Linked DNA regions of Muntiacus reevesi: region 2 is linked to region 1. The links are chromatin contacts, called in public Hi-C maps. All regions are on one chromosome and are shown on one strand. Each heading gives the region's core, a stretch centred on a gene start, on an enhancer-like site or on the middle of the called end of the contact. The rest is flanking DNA. Distances are from core to core; before and after follow the strand shown. Region 1 holds the start of STRIP1 (striatin interacting protein 1). Region 2 holds the start of GNAI3 (G protein subunit alpha i3).

What was found. Hi-C and Micro-C count contacts between places; a contact is called where the count stands out from the background.
Region 2: a contact with region 1 is called in a Hi-C map of blood, with 2.5 times the contacts expected there. The contact joins the promoter of GNAI3 here to the promoter of STRIP1 in region 1. A contact is called at or near these places in 2 of 3 Hi-C or Micro-C datasets (blood and muscle).

The regions. Positions count from the first base shown.
Region 1 is chr1:95,428,488-95,435,351 of mMunRee1.1, reverse strand. It overlaps STRIP1 (striatin interacting protein 1), which reads left to right and starts at 4,308. Exons shown (of 22, transcript XM_065907232.1): 1 at 4,308-4,530. The coding sequence starts at 4,351.
Region 2 is chr1:95,909,012-95,915,875 of mMunRee1.1, reverse strand. It overlaps GNAI3 (G protein subunit alpha i3), which reads left to right and starts at 3,649. Exons shown (of 9, transcript XM_065907370.1): 1 at 3,649-3,901. The coding sequence starts at 3,784.

The DNA of each region.
Region 1 (6,864 bases), core at 3,059-5,558:
AGAGTAATTTGCTACACGGAACTAGAAACTAATGTGTGGTGTATCCTGGATACTGTGATGCACTGCCCCAAATCCCCCTCCAGGACTGCGGCTCTTATTCTTCTACTGCCAGGAAAGCTGGCTGCTGGTAGTTCACAGATGGATGAATGTGAAACACCTTGCCCAGTATCTGACACCCTATAGACACAATGCCACTGCTGCCAAGTCGCTTCAGTTGTGTCTGACCCTGTGTGACCCCATAGACGGCAGCCCACCAGGCTCCTCTGTCCCTGAGATTCTCCAGGTAAGAATACTGGGGTGGGTTGCCATTTCCTTCTCCGATTTAATCGCTAAGTCACGTCTAACTCTTTGGAACCTCATGGACCATAGCCCACCAGGCTCCTCTGTCTATGGGATTTCCCAGGCAAGAATACCGGAGTGGGTTGCCGTTTCCTTCTCCTCTGTAGACACACAGTATGTGCCAATTTCCTTCTACAGAGCCCAGCTGGAACAACTACTATGTTTTTGACAGTACCTGCAATGCTATAATAGCTCACACCTGAAATTTCATTTCCTCTGGTTCCTTGAACCATGACCGCTTCTGGTAAAGGAAGGGCCTTCTCATCATAGGCATCACCTCTTGGTAACAAAAATAATTCTCTTTTGAAAACAATGACGTATTATTTTTAAAAAAGGTTTCCCATGAATTAGCTCATTTGATCCATAGCCTCAGAGAGAGGTGGTATTATTCTCATTTTGTAGGTGAGGAAAGAAGATTGGAAATTCATCAAGGCACTCTGCAACTTCTACCCTCTGCTGAATTGTGCTTCTCTGAAAGTGTCTTAGCCAGTGAGGGAGGGGGAGTTCACCAGCTCTGCTTCAGCTCCTTCGCACTGGAGATTCCTCTTCCTACCAAATGCCACATGGACTACAGTTCAAGGAGTTTTTCTCAGGGTGAAGTGAGTACTCTCTGGAACTCAAAAGTGGTACTAATTTAAGTAGCTCTCCAATTTAGAATTCTTGTGTTAGTCACAGTTTGGAGACCCTGCTTTCATTCAGGAAATATTTCCACACAAGCTGGGACAATTCTTATTTAAAAAAAAAAAAAAAAAGGCATGCTACTTCTCAATATGAAGTTTAAACAAGCAAGAAAAACTGGAAACAACCCATATATGTATCAGCAGGTGATTGGATAAACAATGGAATACTATTTATGTACTATTGATATCAGGCAACAAGACGAATGAATTTCAAAATAATTATGTTGAGTGAAAGAATCTAGACAAAGAAAGAATCCAGATTCTGTTATTGTAAACTGTAGAAAATGCAAGCTAATCGGTAGTGTCAGAAAACTTAACAGTGGTTAACTGGGAATGGGAGAGGGACACAGGAATGAGTAGGAGAGAGGATTACCAAGAAAATTTCTGGGGATGATGGATTTGTTACCTTAAAAATTTTTTTTTTTTACTCTGTGGCTGCACTGGGTCTTTGTTGCTGTGCTGTCTTTAACTGTGGTGACCAGGGCTGTTCTCTAGTTTTGGTGTGCAGAGTTCTGTTTGTGGTGGCTTCTCTTTGCCGTGGAGCACGGCTCTAGGGCACGTGGGATTCAGTAGTTTGGGTGCACAGGCTTAATTTCCCTGCAGCATATGGGATCTTCCCAGACCAGAGGTCTGAACCCATCTCCCCGGCATTGGCAGGCAGATTCGTAACCACTGGACCACCAGGGAAGTTCTTGTCTTGAATATGGTCATGATTTTATGTGTTTATACATATGTCAAAACATATCAAATTGTATACTTCAAACATATGTGGTTTATTGTACATAAATTATCCCTCAAAAAATAGCACCTTAATAATAAAATTTTCAAAAACACAGAAAAGTATAAAGAAGGAAATGAAAATAATGTAAGCTTCTACCATCTAGAAATTAAACCTACTACAATTTTGTGTATTTCCTTCCAGTCTTTTTTTCTATACACACACACAAACACACACAAGCACAATGAGAACCAACTGTATATTCAATTATATCATAAGTACTTTCCTATGCCACTAAAAATTCTTAATATTAAACATAAATGTTAATGACTTCTCCATAGTCAATCTTTTACTTGCCCCATTACTTAGTTAGCTATTTTCTTATTGACTATTTTTCAAATTAGGTTGTACCAACTTTACACTATTGAAAATATCACTGCCTGGAAAATCATCACACAATATCTTTGTCTAAAGTTTTATCTCCTTAGAACTTATCACTAAATGTGGAATTACTGGGACTTTCCTGGTGGTCCAATGGTTAAGAATCCACCTTCCAGTGTAGGAGATGCAGGTTCAATCCCTGGTTGGGAAACTAAGATCCCATATGTTGGGGTGTAACTAAGCCAGCGTGCCACAACTACTGAACCCTTGCACCAAAGCTAGAGAAGGCCCTGTGCTCCAAGGACCCAGTGCAGCCAAAAACAATAAAAACAATTTTTTAAAGTGGAATTACTAAATCAAAATATTCCTTATTCTGAATGTAGCTGAAATAGTGTACTGTTCAAAGGTCTAAATTTTTCCCCAGGTGATACAACTTGTGGTAATAAGTCTTGGAACTTGATCAAAGCTTCTAAGCTTTTGGTCAGTCTTGGAATGTGACCAAATCATGGTCACTGAAGCTAGATGTCAGGTGTTTGGTTGTGCGGGGTTTGCTGGTATTATCTAAGAATTCTCTCTGCTTTGGTCCTTTCCCTGCAAATTCGTTAGTTTTTCCTATCAGCTCGAACCAGCTCAGCTTGGATGAAATGCTAATTTATAAAATATATTACTGGATTTGAAAAGGAACTGGACCAAAGGACAGGAACATAGGTAGGAGGAAGTACCAACATAGCAGCTTGGGATTTATTCATTATTTTGCAACAAAGACTTTTAAAGCAACTACCAGGTGGGACCTTGGCAGAAATCATTCAAGAGTTGCATCACAATGACTTTCCAAGAACTGAGCAGCCAAAATGTAGTTCTGGAGAGACAAGGATAAATAATATGCTTTTAAGGATTTCACAACACAGTGTCAGGTAATTACTACACATCACCTCTAAGATGTCAAATGGGCATCTCAAACATGACATGTCCAAAACAGACATTTTGATCTTCCAAACCTATTTTCCTCCAGTTTCTCTATTTTAATAAGCAATACAACCACCCACCCAGTTGCTCAAGTCAAAGATTTAGGACTCATTCTTTATTCCTTTCTATTCTGCTGATAGGATTCCAGTCTTTCAGCAGATCTACCTACACAATACAGAAATACCATATATCAACCCAATGTTCCAACCTGGCGTAAGACACCATCATTTGCATCTATATAGTCTCTGAACCTGTCCACCCTCACCTACTCTTGCAACACCCCAATCCTTTCTCCAAAAGCAGCAGAAGGTCAACACTTTCTGATGGTTTTCCATTTTACTTAAAATCCAGACTACTTTCTATGCTTTTCTAGGCCCTATTCTAATCTGGCCCCAGCACTTACATGGCCCTCATCTCCTACTGTTCTTCTGGCTCACTCAGTTCCTGCCAAGCCACCTAGGAGGCCCTGCAGTTAGCTGGTCCCTCTGTCTGGATATCCGTGGATATTGGCGTGGCTCTCCCTCACTTCTTTCAGAACTCATTCAAAATCACTCTCAGCCCCTTCTTTCCTGAGCAGCCTACCCAACATAGCCCAGCCGTACCTCGATCACTGTCACCTTCCAATGCCTTACACTTTTTTTCGTTTCTTCTCAGCACTTATTTGTCTAATATATTTGTGAGCGCATTGTCTGGCTCACCCACAGGCTCTATGTTATATATCATTTCACTTTTTTCATTAGTGTAGGAACTTGATTTTGTTCCCCATTCTCTCACACTGCCTGAAGTCTAGGAGACATTCGTTAAATGTTTGTTGAAAGTATGATTAAAAGAATGGCATAAGTGTAATTGTTTCATTGATTTACTCATTCGTTTCCCACATCTCCCCCGTGAAGGTAATCTCCATGAAGGCTGGGATCGTGTCCATTTTGTTCTCTACAATATCCCCCAAGCTTTGGACAGAGCTGTGAAAGTAACAAGTGCAAAGCGATGTTAAAGGAAAGAGAGGGGTTCCACTAAACTGGCTGAGGGGTTAAGCGAGGCTTCTCAGATAAAAAAAGATCTCTAAACTGGAAACGAAACAGAAACTACAACAGCGGTAAAATTTCACACAGGGAAAATCTCGCGAGGTGTTGGGCAGTCAAGATGGCTCTGGCATTTGCCGCCACACTTAATATGGCGACCAGGGCGCGTTCCGAGAGGAAATCACGCGAGAATTGCATCCCAGCCATAGTCAGTGAATTGAGCCGGGGGTGTGGAGCCACCAAGATGGAGCCGGCAGCCGGCAGTCCCGGACCGCTGATCATGAACAACAAGCAGCCTCAGCCGCCGCCACCTCCGCCGCCTGCAACCGCGCAGCCTCCACCTGGGGCACCGCGGACCGCCGGAGGCCTCCTGCCTGGTGGCAAAGCCCGAGAGTTCAACCGCAACCAGAGAAAAGACTCGGAGGTCAGGAGCTTCGGGGGGCGAGGCTAGCACCAGGCGGGCGGCGCCGGTGGACCCGGGCTCCTGTTCGGGGCCACTTTCGGGTCCAGGCTGGGTTTCTTGGAGGGTTCGGCAGGGGAGTTGTCATTTACAGTGAAAGGAGCAGGAAGCAAGGCTGGCATCCCCGGGGGTCGGAGGAGCGAAGCTGGGGTCCCCGCCCCGAGCTCTGCCGACCGGGAGAAGCTCCCGGAGCCGGTATCGGCTTTTCTGAGGCCCGGGCTGTGGGCGCGGCCTCCGGGCCCCAACCCCTGGGAAGTCCGCCCCCTGCCCCATTTCTCGGGTGAAGAGTCGGTGATCTGCGTGCGCTCTAGAGGGCGGGGCGGCTACACCCCCGACCCCGTAATCATCTCCAGCTTCTGGTCCTATGGGTTCCGCCGCGCACGGTGGAGGGCGTGTGTGGGCTGGGAAGGGGCTGGCGAGGGTTGGGAAGGCCCCTCCGAGAAGGACTGAGCTAATTAATCAACACTAATAGTATCAATACTACGCGCCTGTAGGTCGCGATGGTTGGAAAGGCGAGCAGTCTTGTTGTGCTCTGACCTCAGCCACTGCAGATTCAGGCCACGGTTAGACAGTGCCGGGTGGTCAGTGTGCCCAGATCAGGAATAATTTAAACAGGTGTTGGGGCTCAACATCTCTCTTCTCTCGTTCGTGGGCTGTTCCTCCCATTCTGGAGACACCGTAGTCTGGAGCTGACTAGTCACCTCACCCCGAGTTAAAGAATTACTCCCACTGCATTCCATTGTAGAATTCATGAATGAAGACACACACGGTAGCAGCGTTTTAGGGCTTCTTAATCAGCATGTTCCCAGAGCACTTACTAGGAAATTTCTTTCACCTGAGACAACCGCGAGGCTGATGAGCAATCAGGTGCTTATTAATAAGAGGGCATTTTTTTTCCTTGTCCAGATATAATGTATCAGGTCATACCTGAGTGATGATGCTATCTTCAGACACCTGAAATCAGTACCTCTCAAGCTCTTGGTTTTTGTTGGCAAGAACAAACTTCTGGTAAAATATTAAAATTTGACAAGTTCCAGTCAGATACACTTTGAGCTGGACGTGAATTATTTGAAAAAGCAATGAAACTGACCTTTTAGTAGTCCTTGCATGATGGGCTGATTTTGCACATCACTGGTGACTTCTTAATAATTTTTCAAGTATGGAGGATTTTAAAAGTGGTAGGAGTGAATCCACTTTCATCGTCAGAGGCATCATAGTTTTTAAATAGTTAACAATTTTCCTAAGTGTTTCCATTAAATGTACTTTCTACCCTTTAATTTCTATGTAGATTCAACACATGGAAGGTTATTCTGTGAACACATTTAAGCTGAGAGACCTGTCAAAATCTATTTTCTTAGAAATACTGATACAGCTCTTTTTTGAGTCAAAGCTGAAATCAGTAGCTGGGAGCCTGAGGCATGCCTGCAGGACAGGGAGGCAGGTATTTGCTGAGAGCCCACTGTGTGCTATATCATTTTGATTAGTCCTTAAAAAACCTTCAAGATAGATTTTTGTCATCCTCGTTCCATAAATGACAAAACTGAGGCTCAGGAACTTAGGAAAGTGTGCAGTCTGATGCCTCTGAATAAGAAGTAGAGTTATTTATGTTATTCATGTTTGAGGGCATTTTATGTCATTTTGTGGGTGGTCATTGTCTTCCCAAGTAGATTATAATTAAGCTGAGGACTACCTTTTTCTTCACCTCTTCTCTTTTCCCAGAACAAGGCTTCCCAGATGGTGTGTTCTCAGTACTCACATATTTCCAGCAGTAGAAAGATTCTTTGCCATAATCTCTCCTGTGTGTGGGAGGGAAGCCATTTCTGTTCAGCTGCTGCCTTCTTTGTCAGTTCTTGCTGAAATTTGAGAGAAAGGCAGGAAGACTGAGGGTGTCAACACTTATTTTGTACTGAGCTGTTGATAGCCCACTAGCCAGAAAGAAATGAGGCTTCTAAAATCATTGCACCATGTGGAATGATCATTTTACTGCATGGAACACATGGAAGCTTTAGTGTTCATTTATCCAACAAGTATTTATTTGAGTATACACTCTTCATTCAGTCATTCATGCCAAGTACTGTGCTGGGCATTGTGAAATCATTGGTGAGAAGAATGGACACTAAACGGATGCATATGAGTTACGGTAAGTGCCATGAAGAAGTAGTGCAAGGTACTCTGAGAGGGCTTGGTAGGGAGAGCTGAACTAACCCAGAAGACAAAAACATTGTGATAAAAGGTCAGAAAAGTGAAGGCGATGATGTCTTGTAACACAGTGGTGTCTCTGGAAGCATGTGTGTTTGT
Region 2 (6,864 bases), core at 2,400-4,899, 480 kb before region 1:
TCCATTTAACAGATTTTTTTATAGTTTTAAACCTGAGGTTTCCTTGAAGTGAGAGGACCAGCTTTATTCCTTTCTTGAGTTTGGTCAGAGCAAGCGGAAGTAGTAATCAGGGCCTACAGAGTAGAAGAGAGGAAAGTTGACTGCAGCTCTCTCTCCCACCTTCCAGGAATAGCTGTTCTGTTGTATTTTTTCTCTCTCTTAGACATGAGAGATCAATTTTGGGACTTGATCTTAGCAGAGGCAAGATTAAAACAGGATGGCTCTTTCTCCTTGTCTTTTAGGGTGAAATGGAAGGATTGGGGGTTGGATTGCTGAAGGTAGGGGTTAGCATTTGAATTGCTAAGGTGGTTGGATACAGACAGGCCCATAATAACCCTGACCAATAATACTGTAAATCTTTATTTTCCAGAACTGGCCTCCCTGATCTCTCTCCTCATGGCAGTGACCCATCGCCAGCCCCCTGGACAACCGGGTACAAGAGACTAAGGTTGGGAATGGGAAAGGTGGGGTTTCCATGGTTCATTAAATGCTTCCCTACTCCCATTCATCGCTCTCAAAATTAGCTTCAGTGACAAAGACTTAAATCTCTCTCCTATCTGCAGCCCTGGGTTGGACAGGGGGCGCAGGAACTGGGCTCAGCTGACTGAAACTGTAGGAACTGTTAGGTGGTACTGATGGCGGTCTATTCAAGGGAGGGGGAACAACTGCAAAACTGGACAGGACACCCATCTGGGACTGCCTGTTCATCCATTTCCCTCATTTCAATCAGGTAACATTAAAGAGTCAAGGCAGGACCAGATGGTGATGTGATCTGTATTTGAACAAATTCCTGGTTTATTGAGCTTCAACGGGGAAGACGGGTTGGTGGGAGTAGGTTAGCTTCCCCTTTGAACAGCTAATAAATAATTTTTATTATAAAAATGTTATGCTGATATCAACATTGACTCCTTCAGTTCAACCCAGTGCATAATAGCTGAATACCCCATTCTCTGGGACTCACACAGATTTATAGTCACTGCCTTCAAGGAGTGCAGTCTTAATTTGATCAGGTACCTTGTTTTATATTTTGAAAGAGCATTCACATATAGTAAAGCATTATAGAATTTTAGAGAAACATATTGAAAAATATGTTCATGGTTTTAACTTGAGAGTTCAGCCCAATGCAGCAAGATGTCTACATGGAGGCTTCCTGCAGACTGAAAAGTGTGGGGGTTGCAGATGAAACTCTAGTTGAAGAAAATGATTTATTAAATGAAATAGGGCAGCTTTTTCTCTTCAGATCTAGGAAAATTTCCAGGTTTCTATCTTCCTACTGCTAGACTTATTTTAGCACAAGGCCTTATTGCACTGAGGAGTTCCTTCAGATAATTTATATTTCGAAGAGAGTCTTTTGCGATTGAAGGCATGTTCTCCTCCACTCTCTCTTCCCTTTTAAGATAAATTCATGAGGAATCGCATTTCTAGATAGGGGAAAACATCCAAACATCACTGATCAACTGGTAGACTGAGCGTTGCCAGCAGGTGGCAGTGTGAATCTAGTGGAAATAGGAAAGATGCGTGTAGGTGGGGAGGGGGAGCATTGCCTGGCAGCCATTTTGTTAATTATTTTGCCTTTTTCTTTGACTTTGCCCTCCAACCCTTCCTTTACTATATTCCAAAGGAGAAAATCTTGAGTGCAAGGGTATTGCTAATTTAGGCTGAAATCTCTTGACACTGTGACCTCCCTGGCATTTATTACAGAATTTGACATATGCTTTATGCTTTTTTGACATATGGTTTATTTGCATTTATTTTTCCCTGAGTTGATCATGAAAGAAATAAAATTTTCTCTTCTATTATGCTGAGAACTTTCCCAACAATTTCTGTCATGACCACCTTCCAGGAGTATTTTAATCACCAGGATCACTTGGTAAAGTTCCATATGTAATTCTTAAGCTTGTGAAAGCAGTTCCTAGGCAAAATTTGACTTATAAATCCACTGAAGAAATCAACAGGTTGAGAAAATTGTGCTCTCAAGTTATTTTTTCCCTCACCCCAGTGTTGTTGGAGTAACTCTCAATCCTAGATGAAAAGCTGTTGTCAGGACTCGCAGGTAACATCTTATAATGGCCTGGTAGAAAAGGAGCGAATTTGGAGTCAGTTCTACTTACTGTGTGAACTTGGAAAGATGCTTAATTTCTCTGGGCCTATTTGTTTATCTGTAAAAATGTGGATAACAACCCACAATCACAGGGTTGTTGTGAGGAATAAATGAGATGACAAATCGAAGTACCTAGCCATACCTGGCAAATAGGTACTCAATAAATATTGTTTTTCTTCTCCCCTTCTTCTTGCCCTTTCCCCCCATAAGTATTGATTATGGCAGAGCATCCCCCTATATTCTAAGTCACTAGGAAGAGTAGGAGATTTGGAACTTTGAAGAACTGGCATTGAAAAATTAAGGTGCATGAGGCTATTTAATGTGGTTTTCAAGAAATCCCTCTAATGATCATCAGTCACCGTATATATATCTTTCTGTTGGGATCTTACATTCTAAGGTCTAGGTTCGATTGGGGAAGTAATATTTAATCATAGGGAAAGATCCTGGGGGCTACAAGAGTTCCCCTCCCTAGAATGTATGGTGAATGTTTTTGTGGGGCTCTTTGGAAGTAACAGTAATGTAGGGCTATTTTCATCATAGAATCCAGGATTATGAGTAAAAAGACTTATCAGTGTGGGGCTTTCATAGGGGATTTATCAACATCCAGATGATACTATAGCTGAGAAACAAATTTTACTATGACTTCTCTTTTCGTGTGTTACCACAAAAGGAAATTTTAAAAGGAGATTCACAGGATGCACTGGTTTGTTTTAGGGTGTGGAACTTTGGTTGACTAATCTTGGTAGAAAGTCTTAAGCCCTTAACGCACGACAATATGTCAGCGCGCTAAATCTGGCTTGTGTGGGGGAAAGGCAGCATGGAAATTTCATGGAAGAACCACATTCTTACCTTTCAAGTAATGTAAGATCTGTTATCGATTTCAAGAGATTCTTTACCAACACAATAGCTGGGAAACTCTCAAGCCAACTGGGTACCAGTAGGTGAGCCAGAGGAGAGGGCAGAAAGGGACTGCAAAGTCCCAGGCATGGTGGGTCTTAACTTATTCCAGATGTGGAGCGTGACCGCGGCGAGGCCCAGACTCTGTAATTCTCATCCCATAACTCTGGTTGGGACGACGCCAACAGACAAACTACCCTACACTTGGCCTCAGATCTCCACCGCCAGAATTTAAATCGGCTTTCTGGCCAGTGAGAAATTCCCGCAGAAATTCCCGTGTGGGTTGAGGGCTTTTACTTGGGAATTCCCATTCCCCACGCCAATCGGCCGTGCGACCTCGGGAGGGTGCCTTGAACCGGAGAAACCAATCCCTGGTATCTCTATAGCCATCCAAATAAGACAGCCAAAAAGGTGAAAGGGGTCTAAAGTCGAGCGGCGCCCGGTAAGCTCGATAGGGCCGCCCTACATCGCGGAACCGACAGTCGGCGTCCTGCTCTCTCTCTCTCTCTCTCCGTACTTCCGCTTTTGGTCACGCCTCCTTTACCCCAGCTAGGGAGGTCGAAGAAGTAACGGCCGCGGGCGTTGCCGGAAGTGTCGTAAAACGCCGGATATCCGGTTCCTCTGGGCGCTCTGGGAGCTGACGGAGAGGGCCGCCGCCCAGCAGTAGACTCTATCTCTGCCTGCCAAGCCGCAGTCTTCGCGGTTTGTGAGTGAGCCCCGGCCCGGTCCCTTCTTCCGCCGCCGCCATGGGGTGCACGTTGAGCGCCGAAGATAAGGCGGCGGTGGAGCGAAGCAAGATGATCGACCGCAACTTGCGGGAGGACGGGGAGAAAGCGGCCAAAGAAGTGAAGCTGCTGCTACTCGGTGAGGGGCTGGGGGCGGGGCTGGCGGGGTGGTTTGGAGGGCCCAGGCACTTGAGAGTCCTAATGGGGGGTTGGTCCGGCGGGAGGAGAGGACCCCGAAGAATCTGGAGGGCGTGACGGACGTGGGGCGGGGTGTGGAGTTGGTGGCTGATGCCGGAGGGCGTGATGAGGGGGTGGGGTTTGGGGGTTGTAGGAATTAGGCTGGAAAGAGGGTGTGCCACCATGCTGGGATTGTGTTTAGCCGAAGGAGCTTCGAAATGTGGTCCAGTAGGACTTTGAGACTGTATTAGGAATATGGGAAAAGCTCATAAAGGAAGAGCTGATGTTAGAGAAAGTTTTTCAAGGGAAGGATTAGAGTGAGTTGGTATGGAGGACGGGAGAGTGTTGGGCTTGTATAATGGCTTGTGAGTTTGGAGCGTGGTGATACTTTATGACAGATTAGAGCTTGAATAATTAATATAAATAGAGAGAGGGGCTGGGACAGAGTGGTCACGTAGGACCCTGTCATTTATTAGAGAGTGGACATTTTGCGCTCTCGCTGAGGTGGAGGAACCCTGGGTTATCCAGGAACACAAAGGTGTATGGTTGAAATAACTGACAAGTTCTCAGGTGTAAAGGAAAAGAGTCTGAGTGTAGAGGCTGTGTGTACTTATCCACTATTTCCTATTATTTTTATTTTCTTAAGGTTTTTTTTTTTATAACTCCTTCCATTGTTTTTATAAAGGGGGAGCTGGTGTGAGCTGAGGATATTTAAGGACTGGCTTGTTTGAGGTTTGTGGCATGGGATGTGATGATGACAATAGATTACACAGTGGGAGTTGATGAATATTTGCTGGGGATGATGTGCAGTGGGAATGCAGTTATCTTAGGATAAATTATGGAATTGGACTTACTGTAAAAGATGGGTTAGTGACAAACTTCTGTTGAGCTGGGCTTTGTTGTTTGTTTCTCAAACGAAAAATACTGGCTTCAGGAATTACTGTTTATTTTACTTGACATTCGTTTTAAGTAGTTTTTGTGTACAGTCAGATGCATTTTACTCAATCTAGTTAGTTTTAGAATTTTTGAGAGATTGTTTTCTAGAAGCTCAGTGAATCATATAAAATACCCTGATGTCAGCTTACCAATAAATCAGGCCACATTTTTTTCTTCACTGTTAGTATTTTCTGGGGATCTGGTAGGGAAGAATAAGTGGAAGTAATGGTTTCTGTAAGCAATAGAACTTTGCTTTTTAAAACAGTTGATTTTTGGGAGAAAGAAGTTGTTTTAGGAGAAGTGCCAAATTTTTATGGTGTGAAGCTCCAGAGGACAGAATGCACCACCATAAATAACCCAGGGTTTATTTTGTACTCTAGGGTGTTCAGGGTGCCCATCCTAGTCTTTTCATGTTAATGTATTTGACAATTTGTAGATTGCAGAAGCCCTGGTAACAGCTTTTTGAATAAAGAGAGGAAGTTATGCACTGGAGCTTGAGCCTTCAGTTTGAATACTTGATCTTACAGAATGTATGAAAAAAAAAATCGAAGTTCCAAACTGCTACTCTTCCATACAACAGGTATCATTTGTGAATGAGCATGGTCCCTGATAGTAGTTAACCAGCATGTGCCAGCTACTGTTGGACATAGCTCCTTGGGACCTTTCAGATGTTTGATATTAACTATAGTACTCAAGGCATTAGCATTGTTTCTATTGATCAGTTGGTTATGAAAGTAAAGGTGTGTTTTTATCTTCTGTGATCATTTTGGTTTACATTCGTAATCAGAGATCCCCTCAGGCTATTAGGCTGTTGTAATACACAACTTTATAAATAGTGGATTTAATTAAAAACAAAATTAAACACATGATGACTTAGGAAATTTCAAAAGCAGTAGGTAAAAATCAAAGTACTACAGCATTTGCTTTTACTTTTTAATCAATTTCTTTGTTTTAAGTAAGTTATTTTTACATTCTTGAGCAAGTTAAATGAACAGATTCAAATAGGTTGCAGAGAGAGATGCATTTGCTTGAGTCATGACATAACACACATATGAAATTAAAGTTATCTTCCTTGCTATTTCTATAAACAAAATGCACTCATCACAGTATACAAATAATTTTGCTGTTGAATACCTCCTTTGATATACATGCAAGTCATTTTTACTTCCTCTGTTTTAAACTATCAAACTTGGTCTAGGTTGCAGTCATTGTTATTATTTTAACAAAATGAATGTTACCAATTAAAATTACTATAGAAATTCAGGAGGAATGCAGTATTTAATTCTTTCGTTACTTTTTGTTTAAATTTCTTTTAGATGTGTTATTGAGAAGCTCTTGATATACTAGTGTCTAATCATAATATTCTGTAAAAAAAACAAAATTTTGTTATACAGGGCTTCCTAACCAGAGTGTAGTGCATAGGAAGGCTTGCAGTGTGCTGTTTGCAAATGTTTTATGGTTTTGAAATTTTAAATCATTTTTATGATTTTAAATCATTTTGTGACTAATTTTTCAAATTTCACAGCAGTTAGAATGATATTTGAACATTTTTGGTATGATTCCACCAGTACACTTTCTGAATTTGGCAATTGAAAATATTTAATTTGGAAGATTTATACCAATTAGTGTTTAATATCATCTGTAACATTTTGTACTTTATTTTTCATATCATAATTTTATAATATAAAGAAAATGTATGTTATTTTCACCAGGTCCCTCCAGTTTACATTGGTAATCTATACAAGTATTATAATTTTAAGCGTGCAGCATGATGTGACCAAAGTTGGGAATCACTGGTGTAATGGATATGAGCACTGCTTTTGAAGTCACATAAAACTGAATTCAATTCCCACCTCCATTTACTAGCTGTGAGGCCCAGAGCGTGTAACTTAACCATAGGAGTCTTATTTTCATATGTAAAGTGAGGATGTGATAGTTATGTCCAAAGCTCAAATGAGATAATATATGTAAACTGTTTAGCAAATTAAT